Regions from separate parts of the Mus musculus genome. Here region 1 is linked to region 2. The links are chromatin contacts, called in public ChIA-PET maps. All regions are on one chromosome and are shown on one strand. Each heading gives the region's core, a stretch centred on a gene start, on an enhancer-like site or on the middle of the called end of the contact. The rest is flanking DNA. Distances are from core to core; before and after follow the strand shown. Region 1 holds the start of Ppp1r13b (protein phosphatase 1, regulatory subunit 13B). Region 2 holds the start of 2810029C07Rik (RIKEN cDNA 2810029C07 gene).

What was found. ChIA-PET counts read pairs in DNA pulled down with a chosen protein or histone mark.
Region 1: a contact with region 2 is called in an RNA polymerase II ChIA-PET map of effector CD8 T cells, with 20 read pairs. The contact joins the promoter of Ppp1r13b here to the promoter of 2810029C07Rik in region 2. A contact is called at or near these places in 1 of 39 promoter capture datasets (pre-B cells), 3 of 115 datasets of contacts at active chromatin or transcription factors (effector CD8 T cells, memory CD8 T cells and pancreatic cancer cells) and 3 of 9 other capture datasets (adipose tissue, liver and pancreatic islet).

The regions. Positions count from the first base shown.
Region 1 is chr12:111,904,891-111,910,892 of GRCm38.p6, forward strand. Ppp1r13b (protein phosphatase 1, regulatory subunit 13B) reads right to left here and starts at 3,165. Exons shown (of 17, transcript NM_011625.1): 1 at 2,972-3,165. The coding sequence starts at 2,980. Gm51962 (a long non-coding RNA gene) reads right to left here. Exons shown (of 4, transcript XR_003950155.1): 4 at 5,599-5,639.
Region 2 is chr12:111,570,063-111,576,232 of GRCm38.p6, forward strand. It overlaps 2810029C07Rik (RIKEN cDNA 2810029C07 gene), which reads right to left and starts at 4,340. Exons shown (of 2, transcript NR_045295.1): 1 at 3,811-4,340; 2 at 2,255-3,678. Mark3 (MAP/microtubule affinity regulating kinase 3) reads left to right here and starts at 4,459. Exons shown (of 18, transcript NM_001370744.1): 1 at 4,459-5,039. The coding sequence starts at 4,989.

The DNA.
Region 1 (6,002 bases), core at 1,915-4,414, 330 kb after region 2:
AAAAAAAAAAAGTAGAAAGTCACAGAACTTTTTTTGTTTTATTTTCTGACACAAGTTCTCTTGCTGTAGCTCTGGCTGTCCTAGAACTCACTCTGTAGGCTAGTTTTGCCTTGAACTCACAGAGGTTCTCTACTTCCACCTTCCAAGTGCAGGGATTAAAGGCCCAAAGTCTTGGGACTTTAAGTAACAAGCAGGCAGATGTCTTTTACAAAGACTTTGTCAGATGGGAACTTGGCCACTCTTCATTGATTTTCAGGAGCTGAGATCTGGTGCAGTACACAACCATCTTACCAGTTAAAAGTCACCACAGACCAACACTACATACCACTAAGTCTCAAATATACCTGGTAGCCTATCTACCTACATGGGACAATGAACACTTGAAGGGTACCAATCCACCTGAAGAATGCTGTAAATGTATACTTTCAAAGTATTCACACAAAGTTTAGTTTTAAAAAATAGTCACTCGAGAGGCAGAGATAGGCAGGTCTCTGAGTTAGAGGCTAGCCTAATCTATAAAGGATAGCAGAGGCTACACAAAAAAGCCGTATCTTGAAAAACAACAACAAAACAGTCCACCATCACATTGATGACTTAAGGGATCACTTTTTATAATTATAGTTCAGGTGACCTCACAGTGAGGAAATGGCCCAGTGGGTGAAGGCACTGCTATCAAACCTGACAACCTGAGTTTGATCCCAGAGACCCACCCGGTGGAAGGGGAGAGCCTTCCTCTATAAGTTATCTTCTGATCTGCATACTTAATGGTGGGTACTGTGCACATACAACAAATACATGTAATTTAAAAAGTATAATTCAGATAAGCACAGCTAACAAAAAGGTATGTAGAGAACTACTTGGCTTTGTTTACTTTTATAGTACCTAAGGTATTTTATATTGCATTTGATCCTAATGTTATTAAATTCTGACAGTCCTACTGCTTTGAACAACCACAGCATAAGAACCAGTCTTCCTTTGATGATTCACTGTGATGATCAACACCAAATATACAATAAAGCCAGAAAAATCACATTTACACTTTGGATACATGGTATAAGATATTATGAAGAAGGAAAGATGTGTTGTTAAAAGTTGTATTAAATTTACAAGTACCTCCAACCTGTGTTAACAGAGGAAGGACTCAACCATACAAGTAGTATCTTTAGAGATAAAGAAGAAAATACAAAAATAAAACACAAAAAGGGATTAAGAAAAACACCATCGGTTTCTCAAAGTATCTTTAAAAAAAAAGCAGTGTTAAACTAATATAAGATCAGCTTTAAAAAGCACTATTTGAGTTTTTAAAGTAAACATCCCATTTTCAGACTAAACATTTTAAAAACAAAATTTGTTATCCTTCAACGGCATGGATAGAAGTAAAAATGTCTGCGCTAACACATGGAAAAGTAATACAAGTTTCCTAACAGAGCATTTATAATTAAACACTACACAATGAGGGATAAAACCTGCCAAACATTTGATAATCTTCAATATTACTGTAGTGTGACTGCATTATCACCGCAACTACCAGGACTTAACTGCAACGTTCCAAAACACCACAATACCTTTTCAACATGGAGCCAGTAAGAAAAGGGAAGAAATAAAGTGTATCTTGTAAAGATTAGAATCTCAAACTGAAACCCCAAAGCTATATTTAAAATGTGGTATGGCATTCTGCTCAACAATTCTGAAAAGCGTCCTGACTGATCTTCATGATGGTACTTCAAATACTGATATGTTCTTATCCCTATTTTAGAGGGAATTCAGTCTCAACTCTGTCAAGGACACAATATGAAGAGGTACCAGAACAATTATTTGACCCCAGCTCTTCTGACGCCCACTTAGTGCTCTTTCCATTACAAGGCAATCGTTTAAAAACATGCTTAGCATTCAACAAGCCTAACACCAAAGGATTTAAGGATCAAGTAGGTTAAATCTTAAAACTCCACCAACACCAGGGGTTGGAATCAGTTCAAAAGGAGGGAGAAGAGATTATCAAGAAACAGGAAATTATTTGAAGGGGTGGTGGTTTGTAAACTAATGAGCTTGGGTGCAGCATAGCAGAACGACAGTATTCAAGTAAAAATGCAGAGACATATTTCCCCTCTGAAACGTGATCTTTCCACGTAGGCTTCAATTTTTTTTTTCTGTGGATCTGGGATATATAAACTCAGTGATAGAAACACTGGCCTAGTCCTGCAAAGCCCAGGTTTGACCCCCAGCACTTCTAAAACAAGCGAACAAAAAAAAAAAAATAGATTGTGTGTTATTTTATTAGTCTGAGATTTTTTTACTCAATAGACACTCTAAAAACAACACGCCCAACTGGGTACAATCTATGTCACGTTTTTTCCCATTAATTACGACGTATACACTTCACAAAAAGCCTATTTAAAAAAGGAGAGAATTCAGCATCCACTGCTGCTTGTACCGCACGCAGGTAAAGGAAAAGGCAAAGAAGGTGGCAACCCCCAAAACGAAGGTCTTCCTGGCCAAAAGCATCCTTAAGAGCAGGACAAAGGCTCGAGTGACACACAACCGGCTCAACCTTAAGGACATAGGGACATCACGCCAGGTGGAGCAAATGTACCCACGGAGAAGCCTCGGCAAGGGGATTCCTAAGATGGCTCTCTGAATCCACGCACGGCATGCGTTCCTCCCAGTGCAGGGGAAACACATATTCCGAGCGTGCGAACACCGCACCCGGGTGCCCTCGCCGAGGAAATCGAGGCACCGGTCGCTGGCCGGGAGGGGCCGTACACGCCGCAGCCCCGCGCAGCCCGCAGCCCTGCGGAGGCCGCTCGCCCTGTCGGCGACCCCGCCCACGCTCGCTCTCTCGCCCGCCCGCTGACAGCCGCCGCCCCCACCTGCCCCTGCGCTCGCTCGCCCTGCACGCCCGCCCGCCGCTTCCTCCCTGCCGGGCCCGCCTCGCGCGGGGGCCGGGGAACGAGGCGCCGCCGCCCGCACCCACCGGCATCATCGCGGCGCCGTCCGCCGCGCCCGCGCCGCCTGACAGGACGCCGCTCCGGCCGCCTCACAGGCCTCGCACCCGCTGCGGCGCCCTGCGGCCCGGCTGCGGCGAGGCGGCAGCTGCGGAGAGCCGCGCAGCCCTCGCTCGTCCTGTCGCGCCGCCCCGCGTGCCGCGTCGCCGTCCCTCAGCCGCCGCCACCGCCTCTGCCGAAGCCGGCCGCCTTCCGCCACCCACTCGGCTCACCCCGCAGGCTGCGGAGGCCCCGCCCCACGCGTCGCTCCCCCACCCGCCTACGCCACCTATGATTGGTCCGGTGGGGGTAGGCGGGATAAGAGGGCGGGGCTTCTCCGCCGCGGCCAGGTGAGAGCGCGCTCGTGCGCGTCTGCGCTCTCGGCGGCGGGGGAGGGGCGCGCTGCGGACGCCGACCCCGCCCCTCCTCCTGCATACCAGCAAAGGGGGCGTTGGGGCGCCCAGGGACCTCCGAACCTTGTGTCTGCGAGACTTCGGCTCAGGGTCACCTCGGACGAATAGGAAGCAAAGGACAGAGAGGAAAGGGCGGCTGGGTCCGGCCCACAGTCGCGACCGGTGGAGACTCGAACCTCTCAGGTCCGAGAGGCCAGTGGCGAGCTGGCCACAGACCAACTCTGACCGTAACATATACCCTAGGTGTCCAGCGCTATGCGAGGCTACAGGCCGGATCCTATCAGGCGGGCACAGGGTGTCCCCGATGTGTCTGCATCAGCCGATTGCATACCGCTCAGTGTCCCGGGCCCCAGAGACCTGGGACTCTGCCCCCGCTTCCACCGCGGGCTGAGCCATTGAAGCCTTCCTGGACAGGACATACAGGCTCTCAGCCTCAGCCCTTCACACGATCCATCCCAAGACCGAAGGACCCATCCCCACCTGTGTCAGTATCCTTGGAGATCCAGCTGGAACGTCCCAGGGCAGAGTCCAATCTGTACCTTCAGGGTCCAGGTCTGTCCTTAGAATGCTGTCTCCTGTGTCATTTTTCCCTCCAACTAGGGAGCCTGAGTGACAGAGGGTAGAGCAGGCCCCAGAGCAGACCCTCAGCAGAGGCTGCCGGGTGGGCAGGCACCCTTTCTGAGTACTCCACATTGTGCCATTTGCCTGAACTCTGACAGATGAGACACAACGGCTGATGAGCTGCACCGGGCTTAAACTTCCATGAGATTCCAGAAACATGAAGACAGCTGGATGACCCCAAACACAGAAAGGGTAGATCACCTTGGGAAGTACCCAACCCCTGGAGAGGGCAGCAGATGTTGATCAGGGGCAGTTTATAGCCTGTCTGGTTCTCTGAGTGGCGGGAGGCTGCTGCTAAGTCGGGGCAGAGAGAGGGAGGAGGCCAGAGTTACACCAGCCCCCTTATGGGCAGCCACACCTGAGCTTAAGAGGCCATGGGGGTTAGTGATTGAGAGCGTGGACTTTCCAGTTGAACAGACTTGGTTCCACACCACTGCTGACACACCCTCGCTGTGTGATCTTCAGCGAGCTCATATCTGTCATAGGATGTGGTAGGATAATAGTACCTCTCTCTCAGGTGTGATGTATGAATACTTCGAGCAGTTTGTGACACGTGCCAGCTGCCCTGTGAATTCTGTAGTTACGTTATCGTTAGCAAGCAGGTTTGGTGTAAAAATGTCCCTAGGGTTTTAAGACTGAATACATGTGGACCATGAATGGTCAGTGACACACCCTTTCTGGGAACAGGATTGAGTGGTTTCAATCAGATGTCAAGAGACCTGGGTCCCAGTTCCAGCTCTGCTTCATTTCCTGCGAGGTCTCAGGCAGCTCATAATGTTTCTCTGAGCCTTGCATTTCCCATCTGAAGCAGAAGCAGGCTTAGATTCCATCGTCTCTGGGGCCTTCCAGTCCTGATGCACTAATGTCCCTGAGCTGTAAAGGGATAGATGCTTGTGCCCAACAAAAGACAAGCCCAGAAAAATGTCACCCACTCTCCTGAGAGGACCTTCACTACAAGATCTTACCGGAGGCGGGGGGAGGAGAAGAAGAGGTTTTAGGGGAACTGGAGAGATGACTCAGTGCCAAGAGCACTGACTGCTCTTCCACAGATTTGATCCCCAGAACCCACATGGCTGCTCACAATTCTGTGTAACTCCAGTTCCAGGGAATTACATCCTCTCTTGTCCTCTTCAAACGGGCACACACACGTGGCACACAGACATATACATAGAAACAAATACAATTTTTTTTATGTATGTATATGGTCTGTGTCTATTGATGCAAACATGCATTTATTTCATCTATAAAGTCTGTGTGTATTGATGCATACATGCATTTATTTCATCTCTAAGGTCTATGTGTATTGATGCACACATGCATCTGGAGGCTTTAGCTGCCTGGAGCTGAAGTGACAGGCGGCACTTGAGCGGCCTAACCTGAGTGCTGGGAACCTTCTCAGTTCTCTAGAAAAGCAGCAATTACCCTTAACCACTGAGCCATCTCTCAAGCCTCTTACTCTTAACCTGCAGAACTTATGGGTACAGAATGGCAGCTGCCTGGCTCTTCAGTGATGCCCCATGTGTCTTCCAGAATTGCCTCTAGGTAGTACTTACCAGGCCAGGCTGGCCAGCAGGTTCTTTCCATCCCAAAGGTCACATCATATTCAGGCCCCATCTTCTTGTGCCTCAAAAAAGACATTTATAATTGCCTCCCCACCCCATCCCTGACTTTAGCATCCACCAAGCTGCAACCATTTCCCACAACTCCTGAACACAGACACAGATTCACCATAATCCCTTTAGCATCTCCCATCGTCTACACCAGGGTTCACCAGAATCACATTAGTGGTGGAATGCAGGCATTAGGGTTTATAAGATGCCCAGATTGTGTGAGAGGTCTAGAAGAGAGTTGGTGCCAGAGAGAAGTGAGGCACGGCTGAGCTGTGACTGGTAAATCTTCAGTAGTCTTACGTCGGGATGAGGAGTCTGTGGGGCGTGTGTACTCTCCTCTGTTATGTGCCTTTCTAGTATTGTATACTAAAAATGGT
Region 2 (6,170 bases), core at 3,090-5,589:
AGGTTACGGGGGACGGGGTCATGGCCTCTTTCAGCCAACAAAATAGACTGCTTCCCGATGATTAGGGGCATTGGGTTCCCTGGGACTGTCCAGTCTTTGCCGTCAGGATATCTCCAACCCCTCGTCTCTCTGCTCATGAACACTTGACAAACCGCACCAGGAGCGGCAAGGGGAGCAGCAGCCTCCTTGGCCCTCTTGGGGAGCTTCCATTTATCTCCTCTTCAGAATCCCCAGAGTTCAACTATCTGAAGCTGGCAAGGATCTCACCCCTGCTAGTGCACGAGGCAAACCATAATCACCTGCTATGAGGTAGCCTCTTATCCCATACCTGGGATTAAAGCAAAAAACATTCACATATCATAACTGTTTTTTTTTTTTTTTGGTTTTTCGAGACAGGGTTTCTCTGTATAGCCCTGGCTGTCCTGGAACTCACTTTGTAGACCAGGCTGGCCTCGAACTCAGAAATCCGCCTGCCTCTGCCTCCCAAGTGCTGTGATTAAAGGCGTGCGCCACCACACCCGGCCATAACTGGGTTTTTAAAGAAACCAAAATTCTCACTACTGGCAGAGGCAGGCTGATCTCTGAATATGAGGCCATCTGGTCTGGTCTACATAGCAAGTTCCAGGCCAGCTAGGGCAATATAGTTAAGACACTATCTCAAAACAATAACTAAGGCCAGGGTGTGGTGGCACATGACTTTAATCCCAGCACTTGGGAGGCAGAGGCAGGTGGATTTCTGAGTTCGAGGCCAGCCTAGTCTACAAAGTGAGTTCCAGGACAGCCAGGACAAAGAAACCCTGTCTCGAAAGACAAAAAACAAAAACAAAAACAAAAACAAAAAAACCCCAATAACTAAGAATTTTAAATTTATTCATTTGTGTGTGTATGGTCACACACACGTACCAAGGCAGGTGTAGAAATCAGAGGGAAACCTGCAGGACTCACTGCTATTCTCCATTGGGTCCTAGGGATTGGACTCAGGTCAACGGGCTTGGTGGCAAGCACCCGCATCAGATGAGCCACTTTGCCAGCCTATCTTCAGGTAAATATTTTGCATAGAATTGTAGTATTGTGGAGCATGCATAACTTGGCGATTGTTGCTAATGCTACCAGCTGTAGTTAAATTCTTCCAACATGTCATTTTAAAAAATTGTTTTGCCCAGGCAGTGGTGGTGCACGCCTTCAGTCCTAACCCTCTGGAGACAGAGGCAGGTGAATCTCTGAGTTTAAGGCTATCCTGGTCTACAGAGTGAGTTCCAGGGCAGCCACTGATACACAGAGTAACCCTGTTTTGAAAACAAAACAAAACAAGCAAACAAATAAATAAAACCTAATTAAAATGTAAATACTATTCAAGTGTGTTTTGACTATGTGTGTATATGGGAGCATGCCTTGTACCTAAGGGCCAGAAGAGGTCGCTGGATCCCCTGGAACTGGAGTTTCAGAAAGTTGTGAGCTGTCGTAAGGGTGCAGGGAACTGGACAAAGGTCCTCTACAAGAGCAGCAAGTACTTGTTACTGCTGAGCCATCTCTCCTGCACCCTGTCTTTTTTTCTATGTCATCTTGGCAGGACTGGAACTCTCTACACTAGATTGGCCTCGAACTCATGGATCTTCCTGCCTCTGCCTTTCATGTGCTAGAGGGAGATTCAGAATGTGAAGTGCTCGCCATGCAACTACAGGGACCTGAGCCTTATGCTCGGAGCCCAGATAAAGAAGACAGGTGTGGTGGTACATGCTTGTAACCCTAGGGCTGAAGAAGCAGAGAGCGCAAGATCTCTGGGGCCGGCTGCACAGCCAGCCAATCTGTGGGGAGCTCCAGAGCAAGGAGAGACCCTGTCTTTCAACCGCTGGGACACAAGCGAGCTGCTGTGCCCACCTGGAGTTTACGTGGATTTGGGAGATCCAATCTTTTGCTTGAGCACCGAGACCTTTAACCGCTGAGCCATCTCCCCAGCCCTGGGTGCATTTCTGACTTGCAGTGGGTTTGTTGTTACGATGCTCAAGGTAGGAACTGCTTCAGTAGGAGGACAGGAAACAGACTGGGCATGCGGGGTGTACACTTGCACTTTCGGCCTCAGGAAGGCTGAGGCAGGGTAGGAACTGAAGGCCAGCCTGAGCTGCGCAGCAAGACTGTCTAAAAATAAATAATAAAGGGCCGGTGGGGGAGAGAATTGGCTTGAGCCTGAGCTACGCTGCAAGACTGTCTAAAAAAATAATAATAAGGGGGCGGGAAATCAAGCCAGAAACAAGAATTATGAAAAGAATAGTTTAAAGTTTAATTGCTCCATTCCTCTGGACACAACCTCGTCCTTCTCCAGCCCATGCCCTCCTGGTCCCCCTCTCCCTTTTCATGGGCCACAGATATGCTTGCTGCTTCCAGCTCTTTACGGTGAGTCTACATCTCGTCAGCTTCAATTCCAAACTTTATGAAAACTAGGAGGTAGCTTGAGGTGAAGTGCTGTCATCTTTACCCCTAACCTCTGGCATTCATTGACTCAGAGTTTAATGTGTCGCTTGAGTGAGGAAGTCCCCCTGGGGGAAGCCTCGTGACCAGTTACTTCTCTGGCCCGTGTGGGTGCTCTGAAGTGTCCACAGACCTCTGTAAAGCTCCTGCCGGAGAGAGGCTGACAACCTTCTGGGAAGTTTCCCCAATTCTTCAGGAGCCAGTGCTGAAGCACCAGAATTCCTCAGGGTGGAGGGGAGAACTTGTTTCGGGCCATGTCTAACTCTCCCTGGCTCCTGCCTCTCACATGCTCCTGTTGAATTTCCTTGGATTCACCCTGTTGTTTCTCACCTCCGTGCTTTTCTGTATTAGGCTAAACTGGGTGTCTGACAGGCCCTAGGCATCACTCTGTCTCTTCAGCTATCATTCCATCTTCAGAGTAAGTATGCCTTCTGTAAGTCTCCCCTTAGACCCACGAGTGGGATAGGATGCCCTCGGTTGGTCTCTTAGCTGTGGAGCACGTGTCCACTCATCACAACCTACATTTCAGTTGAACTGTGTGGAGCAAACATTTGATTCAGAGGCTTTCCTCTGCAGTCCTCTGCTTAACCAAAAAGGGAGAAAGAGAATAACATTTAATAACCCATCTGGTGCCCCGAGCACACCCCTAAGAGGGTGAGATAGGAGCTCTGAGTGCGTCTTGGCCCCGGCTTGTTTTGTCTTGGGACCCTCTGGCCTCTCTGGATGTGATGCTGGTGTTTGAAGATCTGTTGTTTCACAAAGCAGGATACACCAGGATATCGGGGTGTTGGGGGGGCAGAACCAAAGCAAGCAAACAAAACATAAGAAGGAAAGAAAGCAAAGTTTAGTCACTCACAAGTTTAGCCATTTCTAAAGCTGTAGGAATGGGGTTCAGATCCTTCTATAACCAACACCACCGATGGCCTGGGTAAAGTAACCAACTTACCCAGACTTTAGGTCACGTGCTGTGCCTGAGCATCTTATGCGGCTACACTGAGGCTTAATGAATAACCGGCACAAGGTGGACTATTAGTAACAGTTTGTCTTACCCCGGCTCACATAGCCCTCCCTCCTCTACCAATGGATTCTCTCCTTAGAAGACATAAAGAGGTGACACGCTGAGCAGGCCTTCTAGAAGAGGCAGCATATTCAGAGTTCCACCTGCAGGTCACTCCCTGGTCCAAGCCTGTAGCAATATCGCTCTTCAGAAGACTGAAGTAAGAGAGGGAGAGGCGAGAGAGGAGGAAGGAGAAAGGGACAGAGGGGAAAAGTGAGGGATAGAGGGAGTGAGAGAACGAAAGGGAGAGGAAGAGACAGAGAAATATTGATTATATAAGCCCCTACCGGCATTTAGGATCTGATCCTGGGGGCGTCTACGTGATCTCATCGAGTCCCTCTTCCCAGCTTTTTGTGCTACCTTGTTATTTTATACTTCACTCTTTCATCCGAATGGGTATTCAATTGAGCCGGCTCCGATAACCAGTGGCTCCTTAGTCAGAGGCAAAAAAGTTCTTTGGCTGGATGCTAGATGCCTCGGTTACGAAGCAGGAGCCTGGCTCCTTCCTCTTCAGCTAGACCAGTGACTGCTGCTTCGCTGCTGGAGCTCCATCCTTTGCAGCGTGGCCGCGGGAAAGAAAAGTCAATTTTTGCAAACAGTAGGCTCTTCATGTGTAGTATAATCCAGACAGCCTAGATCTGTACTCTGCAAATGCCAGCCCAGCAGTCGGGCACAGGATGCCCTCTAGGGAAGTGGTCCGGAGGGGTCAGGGATGCCCAGGCAATCTGGACCATTGGAACTCTCCGCCCGCTAGAGAGGAGACCAAGCAAGACCTTTCCGACGGCACCACCCCCTCAGACCCAACAGGACGAGTCGCCCCTAGCAACAGCAGCCGGCAGCTAGCTCCGACCGCGCTGATTGGCGGAACTCCAGGCGGCCGTAGCGTCACTTCCGGCAGCCGGAGGCAGCGGAGGAAGCCGAGGCGCGGCCATCTTGAGTCTGTAAGGCTCCTGAGGTGCCGGGAGCGGCGGTGGCAGCCGGCAGGGCGAGGCCGGGCGGAAAGCGAGCCGGAGAAGGGAAAGCAGCCGGGCGTGGGCGCCTCCTCCGCGGCTCCCTCCATGGTCGGCGCCTGCAGGCCGCGGCGGCCTGTCTTGCGCTCCATCTCCGCTCCATCCTCCTGCGCTGCTGCCTCTTCAGGGGCTGCCGGCCGCGCCGTGTCGAGCCCCCGGGGCTGAGCTCCGCGGCGCTGCGGCTGCGAGCGGCGAGGAGGCGCGGGGCCCGCGAGGCCCGTGAGGTGCCCTGAGGCTTGCGGCGGCGGCCAGCCGGCCCGCTTCCAGTGCGGCCGCCGGCGCTGGGGGAGAATGAGCCCCGGGGCCCGCGGGCGCACGGCCCGGGCCAGGCCGGAGATCTAGACTCCGGCCAGGGAGGGCAGGGCCCGGAGGCTCGCGGCCGCTGCTCGCCGGCCGCCCAAAGCTGGGCGGTTTTGTTTTCGCCTTGGCGTTGTGCGGAATCAAAGCGCAATAAGATGTCCACTAGGACCCCTTTGCCAACGGTGAATGAACGAGACACTGAAAACGTGAGTGGACTGCGCTGCAGGGTGGCAGACCCTCAGGGTGGTAGCAGGGGGATCCAGCCCAGATGCTCCAGGCAGGGGTCAAGGCGCAGCCCTGTCCTGCGGCGCGCGTGCGGCCTGCGCGCTGTCCTTACGGTCGGCTGAGCATTACCCGTCCGTGCGCTGCTGCGGCCAGTGCGCGGTTGAACACAACTCTCCTCTTAACGTCGGGCAGGGTCTGAGCCTGCCAGTCAGACCTAGGTGCAGATTAATAGGATCCAATCGGGTCGAGCGGAGCGCCCTTTAAAAGGGGACTAAGTTTAATGACAACTGCCAAAACTAAGTGCCCCGTGGAGAGATCCTTGTGGGCCCCCGTAGTTCCCGCACTCACAAGAGTAGTTCTCTGCTCCAGAGCCGCTGCCTTTATCAAGGAGTAGCTTCCCGTCCTTGGCAAAGCTAAATCTGTTCGGAAGCAGCGGGCTGAGTGTTTTGAGAAGCAGATGTGAAGCTCTGCTCTGTTCTGCTGCCCGGCCGAGGGACACCCACTGGGTTGCCTTTTCCTTCCGCTGCAAAAGGTTGGCTTGGAGTAGCTCTCAGGCCCGGTCCAGTGTGCACACCCAGCAAATCTATGTAAAAGGATTTTGTTGGAAAGGACCTGCAGAACCAAACCAAACCACAGCCTGGAGCAGCATTGCTAGGGAGTGACAAACGTGTAGTAGAAGTTCTACTGAAGAAATGTTTGACCTGCCCAAGTGTTTTTTGAACTCTTCTTCCGCATCGGATTCCAAAGTGTTCCAGCCTAGCTTTGTCCTCTGTAAAGCATTTAGTAAATAACTTGTAAAGAAACTTCACTGGCCTTTCATTATGCGGAGCTATGAGGTAACTGCTGGCAAGAAAATGCAGTCTCTTTGGAAAAGCTTTCATGCTTCGGGTGTTTTCATGCTTTGAAAACCATCCTTAGACATGGTGACCTAGTGGTATCAAATGCCTTCATTTTAATCTTCAAAATGACACTTGTGCTTGATAGCTATTAGGTAATTTAATCTATTTGGTCTAAGTCATCTCTGTGGTGTGTTACTATACAGTTGTATATGTTCTTCCCCCTGAGATAGATAGAAGATTTCCTAACTGGGAGAGCTTAGACTAGACCTTTTC